2 separate regions of the Pan troglodytes genome follow, and region 2 is linked to region 1. Evidence: chromatin contacts called from public Hi-C data. All regions are on one chromosome and are shown on one strand. The core of a region is the stretch at or near the end of the contact, and the rest is flanking DNA. Distances in the headings are between cores, read along the strand shown. Region 1 holds the start of PXDN (peroxidasin). Region 2 has its middle 160 kb from the start of PXDN.

What was found. Hi-C and Micro-C count contacts between places; a contact is called where the count stands out from the background.
Region 2: a Hi-C map of stem cell-derived neural progenitor cells shows a contact between it and region 1, with 2.3 times the contacts expected there. The contact joins the enhancer-like site here to the promoter of PXDN in region 1. A contact is called at or near these places in 2 of 7 Hi-C or Micro-C datasets (blood and stem cell-derived neural progenitor cells), 1 of 1 datasets of contacts at active chromatin or transcription factors (stem cell-derived excitatory neurons) and 1 of 1 other capture datasets (stem cell-derived neural stem cells).

The regions. Positions count from the first base shown.
Region 1 is chr12:121,133,523-121,138,922 of NHGRI_mPanTro3-v2.0_pri, forward strand. It overlaps PXDN (peroxidasin), which reads left to right and starts at 2,036. Exons shown (of 23, transcript XM_063789390.1): 1 at 2,036-2,175. LOC129142314 (a long non-coding RNA gene) reads right to left here and starts at 1,118. Exons shown (of 2, transcript XR_008545410.2): 1 at 1-1,118.
Region 2 is chr12:121,291,238-121,296,576 of NHGRI_mPanTro3-v2.0_pri, forward strand. No RefSeq gene overlaps it. Among named protein-coding and RNA genes, the nearest start is that of PXDN, 160 kb to the left of the region's middle. Within about 2 kb of position 1,459, at least 6 of the 24 cell types and tissues checked have an H3K27ac peak or open chromatin away from gene starts, as enhancers often do. A contact at or near this core is called in stem cell-derived excitatory neurons, stem cell-derived neural progenitor cells and stem cell-derived neural stem cells, where this site is marked.

The sequences.
Region 1 (5,400 bases), core at 786-3,285:
ATTGGAAAGTGGCCATCAGAGGGGGTGAGAGTATTTCACCTGGGCCCGGAGAACATGAAGCTTAAACCGCTGTGCTCCTGCTCAGACAATTCACCCGCAGACGCCGGGCCAGGGAGGTGCGAGGCTTCTGTGGGCCTCTAGAGGGCAGACGCAGGAAGCCGTGAACAAAACACACGGCTGCACATTCAGCTCCACAGGGGAAGAGCTCACCACCAAAACCTCATTCTTTCAGGCCCAAGTCATTGCACTGACCACCCCCTGCCCAGACTTCCCTGCCAATGCCACACACATGCAAACGAATGCTATGCCACTCGGGGGTCTTCAGGGACACATAGGATGGGGTCCATAGGATGGATCCGTGGATGGGGATGGGGAGAAGGGAGGGAAGGAGGGAAGGGATTGGGGGAAGAAGGAGGAAAGAAGAGAAGGGAGGGAGGGAGGGAGGGAGGGGGGGAGGAGAAGAATGAACGAAGGAGGGAAAGAAGGAGGGAGGGATGAATGGATGCAAGGATGAGTACATGTATGAATAGGTGAGTTGATGGGTGGATGGATACATTGATTGATGGATAGATTTTTTAAATCGGCTCAAGTGATTGTGGGGCCAGCAGGTCTGAAATCAGGAGCTGAAGCTGCAGCCTTGAGGCAAAATTTCTCCTTTTCTGGGAAACCTCAGGTTTTGCTCTCAATGCCTTCACCTGCTTAGACAGGGCTCACTCACATCATCAAAGGTCACCTCCTCCACCTAAGGTCAACTGATGATAGAGATTAACCACAACCACAATACCTTCAGAGCAATGTCTAGATGAGTGTGGCCACGTGGACATATAAAAGCAATCATCACAGGTGACTTGGGAGATGCCTGTTGAACTGGAAAGAAAAGCCACCAATTCGTGATGCCCTGAAATGCTCCTGTGGGTGGCAGCAGGTGGGGAGTGTGGATGTCAGGTACAGGCCGCCGTGTCTAAGTGAGGGTGGACTACACACTAGGGAGCCTCTGGGCCACTGGGTGACACTCTGAGAAGTGTCACTTGAAGGTGGCACCAGCGCACTTGGAAGGCATTGAGTATCTGCAGTCACAGGGCCCCTCCTCACGATGGAATGTCCATACCCAGCACTTCCCCTGGAGTTCTGTTGAGATGCTGAAATGACCTCATAATCATTATTATGATGTTTCTGATGATTTCTAAACTTGAGCAAACTTAAAGCAGAGAATGCAGAGGTCTTTTCCAGATGTTTCTAGTCTTTGTCACCCACCCCAGCGAATGTCAGAGCAAACTCAGAACTGCAAGGCTGCCCAAGAGTCCACCTGATCATCTGGGGCTGGGCAGTAATGCACGCAGTGTAGCACATGGTACACTTGTTTTCACTCAACAATGACTGTTCTAGTCCATCCCCGAGGGCTCTTGGCCTTGACAGGGAGCTAGGCCTGGAAACCTTGTCCTGGGGCTGTGTGGGGTGGGCTGTAGCACTAGAAGGATATTCACACTGGGAAGACGGTGGGAACCAGGGCCTGGAGGGGTGCACAGAGGGAGCCACCCAACTGAGCAGATTCTAGAAGGTTCAGTAGCAGTTTGCCAGGAAATAAAGTTGAAATAAGTTGATGTCTGGTGTTTGTGGAGAGAAGGGGCTGGAAGAACAGACGCAAAGCCACCGGAGATGGTGGCCCCAAGCCCACCCCATTAGGCAGGGGGCTGAGAGGTGCTTGCATACAGCGGTGGCAGGGTCCGAGCTGCGGCACATTCTCTGTGAGCTTCATTCTCTGTGATGAGCCAGGCAGACCCAAAGGCACATGCCCAGGAGGGGTCTCAGTGGTGGTCCAGGGGCCAGAGCTCTGCCAACAGCCATGTGGAAGGAACAGTGCTCAGCACAAGGAATTAACAGGATCCTGTGACTGCTGTATTTAAGGATGGGGTAGGGATTGAGGTGAGAATGACCTCCAGGTTGGCGGAGGATCACATTAGAGATTCTGGAGAAAAAGCGCATTTTTTATGGAGAGCGATGTTCTAGTTTCTGACATCATAACATTGGAATTCTTGTGGGACATCGAGGTGGAGATGTCTGGAAAGCATCTGGAAGTGAGTACGGAGCCCCAGAGCGTGCTGCGGGTAGATGTGTGACTCCTTAGTACCTAGGACACCTGGATGGCTTGGAAAGGGTCCCTAGATGACCAGAAAGGTAATTACGCCTTGTGAGCGGGGTGCTTGCTTAAAACGGCAGACACAGCAGCGGGTGCCACTTTCCTAAACACGAGTATCCATGTAAAGTTTGTGTGTTTGAGAAGGAATTGGGTCTTTTCCTCAGGTTCCTGGGACAGAGCTTCCAAAGCCCTTGGAATTTCCCCAGGGACAGGAGTGTGTGTATTCATGATGAGCTCCCAGCCATGTCTGAGCTGACGCTGATGAAGGAACACAGGATGGAGTCTGATCACTAGGACTGACCATGCGATTGTAGGGTGAAGTGTTTGGGCCTTGTGCTGTCAGCCTGACCTCCCTGGAGAGTTCAACCCCATGGACAGTGCGTCATCAGTCCTGCTTGAGCCATAAAACCCTGGTGAAAACTCTGGACACCAAAGCTCAGTAGAGCTTCCCTGTTGGTGATCATGTCCCTGTGCCGGGTGGTGATGGGCCCTGATCCCACAGGCCAGGCACAGAGGCTCTGCATTTGGGACCCTCCCTGACCTCACCTGATGTATTTCATTTGGAGGTTCAGATTGGTATCAATTATAATACAGCTGTATTTGTAACCACAGCACTTTCATCTGTTGTGTGGGTGGTTCCAGCAGGAGATGTAGCTGGAGGGGGTCTCAGAAACCTATGAATCTGTAACCAGTCAGAAGTGTGGATGGCCTGGGGACCCCTGGACACACAGGTAGTATTAAAGTGAGGGCAGCCTTACTGAGGTCCATCCACATCTGTAAACTGTGGGGTCTGCTCTAGCTCCAGGTACTTAACAGCAGGACTGTACTGAAGTCTGCCTAGGACTCTGTCTCCTCCTCTGCTGAATATAATGTTTGCAGCTCCCACCCAGCATTCTGCCATTATGGAAATACAGAAGAAGCATTCTCGCAAGCATCCCTGTTCTACACAAACTCAAGAGTGACACGTGGTAGGCAGCCTCTAAGATGGTCCCCAGTGGTTCTGTCTCATGTTCCTTACGCTCCCAGTTGATGCTCTGCTGTGGCATGTGCTGGACGCAAGAGCATCTATGGATGGAATCCAGCAGGAGAGATCGTGTCCAGTGTGAGCTGGAACAACAGGAGGGTGTGGAGAGGATCCAGGAGGAGTGATGGCATCTGCATCTGGACCCACTGGTGTGTGTGCACAGGACCCTGTGGGGTGATGGCTGAACCCACTGGCGTGTGTGCACAGGATCCTGCGGGGTGATGGCTGAACCCACTGGAGTGTGTGCACAGGATCCTGCAGGGGTGATGGCACCCGGAGTCTAATCTGAACCCACTGGAGTGTGTGCACAGGATCCCGCAGGGGCAATGGCACCCGGAGTCTGAAATGAATCCTCTGGAGTGCGTGGACAGGACCCTGCAGGGGTGATGGCATCGGAATCTGAACTAAACCCACTCGAATGTGTGCGCAGGATCCCGCAGGGGCGATGGCACCCGGAGTCTAATCTGAACCCACTGGAGAGTGTGCGCAGGATCCCGCAGGGGCGATGGCATATGGAGTTTCAGCTGGACCTACTCGAGTGTGTGGATAGAATCTTGCAGGAGAGACGACATGTAGAATGTAAACTGGACTGAGTGGAGTGTATGGAGAGAATCCTGCAGGTGAGATGGCGTGTGCAGTGGGAAGCGGACCCACTGGAATCTTTGGGTGGGACCCAAACTCAACCACTGCTATGTGTAGACATGATCTTTGAGGAGAGATGGCATCTGCAGTGTGAACCGAACCCACTGGAATGTATGGATAGCATCTTGCAGGAGTGATGACATCTGCAGTGTGATCTGGACTGCCTCGAGTGTGTGGGTAGGATCCTGCAAGAGTGATGGCATGTGGAGTGAGCACTGCATTCACAGGACTGTGTGGACAGCAGCCTTCAGCAGTGATGATGTCTGCTGTGTGAAGTGGAGCACTGTAGTGTGTGGGTAGGGTCCTGCAGGAGAGATGGCAACTGGAGTGTGAACTGCACCCACTTGAGTGAGAGGTTGGGATGCTGCAGGTGGATGGCATTTGGAGTGTGAACTGGACCCACTTGAGTGTATGGGTAGGGTCCTGCAGGAGAGATGGCAACTGGAGTGTGAACTGGACCCACTGTTGTGCCTGGAGAGGATCCTGCAGAAGACAAGGCATCTGCAGTGTAAACTGGGCCACTGGGGTGTGTAGCTAGAATCATGCTGGAGTAACGGCTTCTGGACTGTGAGCTGGCCCCATTAAAGTGTGTGTATAGGATCCTGCAAAAGTGATAGCCTCTGGAGTGTGAATGGGACCCACTGAGGTGTGTGGATAGGATACTGCAGGGGTGATGGTGTCTGCAGTGTGAGCTGCAGCCCTGGGGCATGTGGATAGGACTCTGCAAAGAGACAGCATCTGTGGTGTGAATGGCACTGGTGGAATGTGTAGAGAGGATCCTGCAAAAGTGATGTCCTCTAGAGTGTGAACTGGACCCACTGGAGGGTGTGGACATCATCCTGCAGGACAGATGGCATCTAGAGTGTGAATGGCACCTCCGGAGTGTGTGGATAGGAGCCTGCAGGAGAGAGCACATGTAGAGCGTGAACTGGACCCACTGAAATGTGTGGACAGGATTCTGCAGAAGATACGGCATCCGGAGTGTGAAATGCACCACTAGTGTGTGTGCATAGAATCCTGCATAAGTTTTGGCATCTACAGTGTGAACTGGAGTCACTGGAATGTGTGAATAGGATCTTGCAGGAGAGATGTCTGCAGTGTGAGCTGGACCCACTTCTGTGTGTGGATGGTATCCTGCAGGAGAGATGGTGTCTGCAATGTGAACTGAACCCCTGGAATGTGTACATAGGACCCTACAGGAGAGATAACATCTGGAGACTGAAGTATGGGGATAGAATCCTGTAGGAGAGATGGCATCTGCAGTGTGAGCTGGACCCACTTCTGTGTGTGGATGGAACCTTGTAGGAGAGATGGCATCTGCAGTGTGAACTGGACCCACTTCTGTGTGTGGATAGGATCTTGCAGGAGAGATGGTGTCTAGAGTGTGAGCTGGACCCACTCGAGTGTGTGGATAGCATCCTGCAGGAGAGATGTCTGCAGTGTGAGCTGGACCCACTTCTGTGTGTGGATAGTATCCTGCAGGAGAGATGTTGTCTGAAGTGTGAGCTGGGCCCACCGGAGTGTGTGAATAGGATCCTGCAGGAGAAATGGAATCCGGAGTGTGAGCTGCATCCACTGTAGAGGGTGGATAAAATCC
Region 2 (5,339 bases), core at 209-2,708, 160 kb after region 1:
GTGCCTATGCGTGCACGTGTTTGTGCTCTGTGTCGTGTGCCTGTATTTACGTGAGTCGTTTGGGAGGAGGCTGCAGCTCAGTGCTGCTGTGCGCTGCATCTCTGGGCCCTGCACAGAACCCCGGGGGGCTTCCTTCCTCACGGGCCCCCCTCCGGGAAGGCTGCCAGCCTCCTGCCTGCTGTGTGCAGCCCTGAGGACACACAGACAAGAGCCACTGTCCCCACCCACAAGTCTGCCCTGGTCAGTGGGGCAAATGAAAATGTCCGTCCGGATCACAGAGTAGGCTCAGGTGCAGGGATGGGCTGCCCAGCGTGTCCAGGAGAAGAGGGCAGTAAGCTCTCAGCAAGGGACGCTCTGGAAGCTTCCTGGAGGGTGAAATGTCTGCTGAGCTGAGGTCTTGGAGAGAAGTGGACGCTAGCCTGCGGGGTGGGAGACCGGGGGGCAGCAGAGCCTGGTGCAGGGCCTGAGGCTGGGCCTGTGTGCTGCGGGTACTGGGTGCTGTGTCACAGGCCTGGGAGGATCCCACTGTGCTGAAGCGCTCACAGTTTAAAGGACCTTCTGGCGGCTTCGCGAAGAGCAGAATGAGAAGGGGCTGGGGTGGCCGTGGGAGGGAGGCGGGCCAGAAGGCCTCGTTTGAGGATGAGAATAAAAGATGAAGGCAGAGGTTGGAGAGATGCGGCTTCCAGCCCAGGAGCACTGGGGTGTGCAGGGGCGGGTCCCCAGGTGCTCGTGGAGCAAGGGGACCTTGTGTCTCAGGTCTCAGCTCAGCCCGGTTGTTGTTTCCGTGGCAGCCAGCCCTCAGGGCCTGTCTGCGGGAGCTGCCCCTCGGTTCAACCACCAGCAGTAGAACCTTTCTAGGCGTTCCTGAAGCACCAAGCTCAGCAAAATTCCCTCTCTCCTTGTTCATTATGAGTCAGTGTGCTGTGGTGGGAAAACAGTCTTTGGAGGTTTTTGTTTGAGGCCATTTACTATGATGTCCTTTGACACTTTATCTCTTTGGACCTCCTTTCTCTACAACTTGTATCTGTGGATTCCTACGGACCTGAAAGGCTCTAGATGCCGAGCTGACGGCCTTTGGCTGACGTTCAGGAGACTTCAGATGAAATGTTAAGTGCCCGAACCACAACTTAAGCAGATGTGTGAGTCAGAACCCTTATTGTCAGTGACAAAACCTCAGTTCAAAGGACCAGAGATGGGAGTGGGGGCCTAGGCCTCGTCTCTGCTTCTCCCCGCCGTCGGCTTGGGTCTCTCTGCCAGGCCCCTCTGCTCGGCTGGGAACAGGACTCCTGGCGGGTCCCAGCAGGCAACATCTGGCTCTTGGCAGCAAGTCCAGGATTCTCTGTGGCCAGATGCCTGCTCACAGCCCCAGGGAGGGGCAGCAACCTGGCGGCCTGAGTCAGTGCCTGCGGCTGGGCTGGTCACTTGTGGAGTCTGTAAGATGACAGCAGCTTTTATGCAAAGCACATGCTGGAGTGTCAGGGCTCTTCCTCACAGCAAGGGCTCTTCCTAGAGGACAGGGATGCTGCAGGCATCGTGAGAGGCCTGGACGGAGCAGATGTGCAGTGAATCCAGCTTCCTCTGTCACCTGCCTTGGTCACTCGGCAGCTGTGACAACCACAGCAGATGGGGCTTACAAGCTGCAGACACTCGTCTCTCTGCTCTGGGGGCTGAAGTCCAAGACCAGGGCCCCGTGGGTTTGGTGTCTCGTGAGGACTGCTTCTTATTTCACAGACCTCTCCTGGGGGAAGGGGTGAGGGTCTCTCTGGGGTCTCTTAGAAGGGCACAGATCCACCCATGGGGCTCCACACCATGACCTCATCACCTCCCAAAGGCCCCCAGTTCCTGGAACCATCACCTGGGGAGTCAGACACTTTGAGGGATACTGACGTGAAGGCCAAGACACCGCTTTGCATTTTAAGGTTTATTGTGTTTATAAACCACAGGCACATTTTTTTTTTTTTTTTTTTTTTTTTTTTTTTTTACCACAATGGAGCATAGCTTCTTTACAGGAAAGGTGTAGTAACAGTATGACGTTTGCCTACTGTTAGAATAACTAACTAGTCATTTAGGTTTGTTCACTTTTTAAATTATTTTGCCCTCCACCATTTGAATTTTTTGCTTTTTTTTTTTTTTTTTTTTTTTTTGAGATGGAGTCTTGCTCTGTCGCCTAGGCTGGAGTGCAGTGGTGTGATCTTGGCTCACTGCAACCTCCATCTCCTTGGTTCAAGTGATTCTCCTGCCTCAGCCTCCTGAGTAGCTGGGACTACAGGTGCCTGCCACCACGCCCAGCTAATTTTTGTTTGTTTGTTTGTTGTGGTATTTTTAGTAGAGACGGGGTTTCACCATGTTGGTCAGGTTGGTCTCGAACTCCTGACCTCATGATTTGCCTGCCTTGGCCTCCCAAAGTGCTGGGATTACAGGCATGAACCACCATGCCCAGCCTTTTTTTTTTTTTTTTTTGCTCTTTTACTGCATTTAATGTGATGTCTATTTCGTGAGCAATAGTGAGTGTTAGGAAACTCAAAAGCTTTTTCTCCAGTTTTGCCCAAAGTATTCCCCATGAGTGTGGAATTATTACTAAGTGCTACTTTTGATGGGAAATATTGGCGACCTGAGCTATCCATCACCTTGACTGACGTCTTTGGCCCTGCCAAGGTCTTCTGGAACCTTCCAGCATGTGGTTGGGCAGGGGTGCTGTTTCTGTTAGGAGGCTGGTGTGTCTTGCCCTCGAGTTCTTGGAAGTGTTTCTTAACATCTGCCAATAGCTGGGGCAGTTTATCCTGAAATTATCCTGAACCACCAGTGCTTGCTCTTTGGGCCAATTTTTTTTTCTAGGCTCCTTTGCATCTTATCAGGGGGAGTTTTCCTCCCCCTGATAAGTTTCTGGTCTGTGTTGCTTTCCCACACTTGAGAATACTCATCTGTTGTGAGACAGATGGAATTTCTGCCCCCAGCTGGGATCACTGGGAACCAACCCGGAGGCCGCTTCCCACTCTCCCCTCCCAGCAGAGCAGCCTGCGGGCTTAGGGGCCGCGCTCGCACAAACGGGCCAGGCTGGCTTCTCTTCCACCACACGCGGTCCTCTGTGCATCCTGTAGTCCCAGCGCCCGGGCACCCTGGTGGTGCAGCAGGAAAAAACGCCACCCAGATGCGAGCCCGGGAGCCGTGTTGGGGGTGGCCAAGGCCACAGCGCCCTCATCTGGGATTTGGGATGAGGACGCGTGGGATAACAGCAGGCAATGCTCTTGTTGGCGCAGCAAAGCCGGAGATGCGCCGAGCCTCACTGCAGCCCAGACCCGGCCCCCGAGCCTCAGGCCCTGCCGCTACCTGACGTCTCCCTGTGAAAACCCGAGGAGTGGGTCACCACCACGCACCTGCGAGGAACCTCTGGATTCTCCTCCAGCCCCTCCACCTGCCCCGGCTGGTGCTTCCATTTCAGCCTGGGTGCGTGTGTGAAGTTAGAGGTCAGGATCCGTGTTCGTCAGGTTAGCGGACGTGTGCTGGCAGCTGCGGCAAATAAATGACCAGCATCACGCACCGCGGGCTTGCTCCCCGCTCGTTCCCTCCTGTTCAGGCTGGGCGCTTGCAGGGACAATGCTCCTCCGCATGTTTGCCAGGACCTGGGCTCCGTCCCCGGCGTGGAGCTGAGTGAGTCCTGCCGACTGGGCTTCCTCGTGCAAAGGCCAGAGAGGTGCACAGTGGGCAACCGGCCCAGCTGGCCTAACCTGGCCGGAAATGACACACGTGACCCATTCACAGTCCAGCACCCACAAGGCAGGCCCCGCCTGGCCGTGGAGTGTGGCTGGAACACAGGCCTGCCTGCAAGGTGCCTTTAGACTTGTCCCCTTCATAACCGCAGAATGTAACATACCAGTCAATTCCACAGGATTTTCTCCAAGATGCGTGTTGAACATCTGCGTTTCTCCCCGCATTCTCTGCCCCCGCACCTGCCCGGTGTCCCCTCCTCCACTCTGCCATTTCTCTGACTTTCCTCTCTTTACAGAAGACATTCTGCAGTGGTCCTCAGCTGGAGGCATCGTGCCCCCAGGGGACACTGGACAGGCCCGGATCCGTTATTTGTCATTGTAACTAAAGAGGGAGCGCCTGCTCCCAGTGCAGGGAGGGCAGAGATACAGCAGCACCTCCCGCATCCGCAGGCCTAGCAGGTATCCCGGCCAACACAACAGCCAGAATTCAGGGGGCAGCCCCTGGGCTAGCTCATTTTCTCTCAACGCCCCCCAGTTTCTTCTTATTGCTTGAAGAATAAAATCTGCAATCTTTTCTTGGATCTACAAGCCCCTGCCTCGTGGGATTCTCCCACTCCAACTCTGTTGACATCCCTGCCATGCATGAGGTGCCATCTAGTCTATGCAGCTTTCTCAGGTGGCACGTGGCTGGATAGGATTCAGAACCTCTGGGTCTGCCAAGACCTCTGCCTGGAGAGCCTATCTGCAGCTGGGCCCTCACCGTCTGCACAGCCCTGCTTGGCAGCCCTTCCTCCTGCAGCCCTTCCGGTCCAAGCTGCCTTCTTCCTGCTTCTGTGCTTTGTGTCCTGGTCATTTCCTTTGCAGCATTTAGGCCAAGCAGAATCATCTGCCTGATTTATTTGTTTACTTGTGTTGTGCTAGTGATTGAGTTCAGCTGCTGATTTCCCAAAGAACAGTGGATTATTACAATAGAAACCCCAGGAACAGTCATTTTTATAAAAATACATTTTTTCACTCATAAATCTGGGGGTGGGAGTGTCAGGCTGGTTTGGCAGCCCCACGTTTCTGCTGCACTGGGCCCTGTGCTCATGTCCTCATGGAGGCTGCTGGAGCTCCTGCCATTGTTTATTCGTTTCAAGCAGCAGGAAGAGACAAGGTCCAAGAGCAAAGTGGTGCCTGTTGGTTGGGTTTGTCCCCCTTTTAAGACAGTCTATAGCAATCCCACCCCAAAGCTTCCACCTACCTCTCTCTTGCCAGAGTATGACATGGGCTATTCCTGTGTGCAACACAGACTGAGAAAGACAAGTTTTCAGATGTGCAAATTGCTGCCTGGGAAATAGCAAACACAGGTCTTATTAGTAAGAAAAAAGAAAATGGCCACAAATTGTTTTTGTCTGGATTTCTGTCTGAAATTTATGCTCTCAGAAGAGAGAGTTCAAATTGTTCCCCCCTAGATCTCTGGCACTTCACATAGTGTCTGGAACGTGGCAAATTCTCAATTAACCTTTGTTAGAGTCAAAGTAGATTTCTCATCTGCCTCTGTGGGTTTTTCACTCAAGACTCCAATACAGCCTCAGAATTCTCTGCACACAGGCAGTCAGACTTGACACTAGGGATTGCGATTTTTTCACC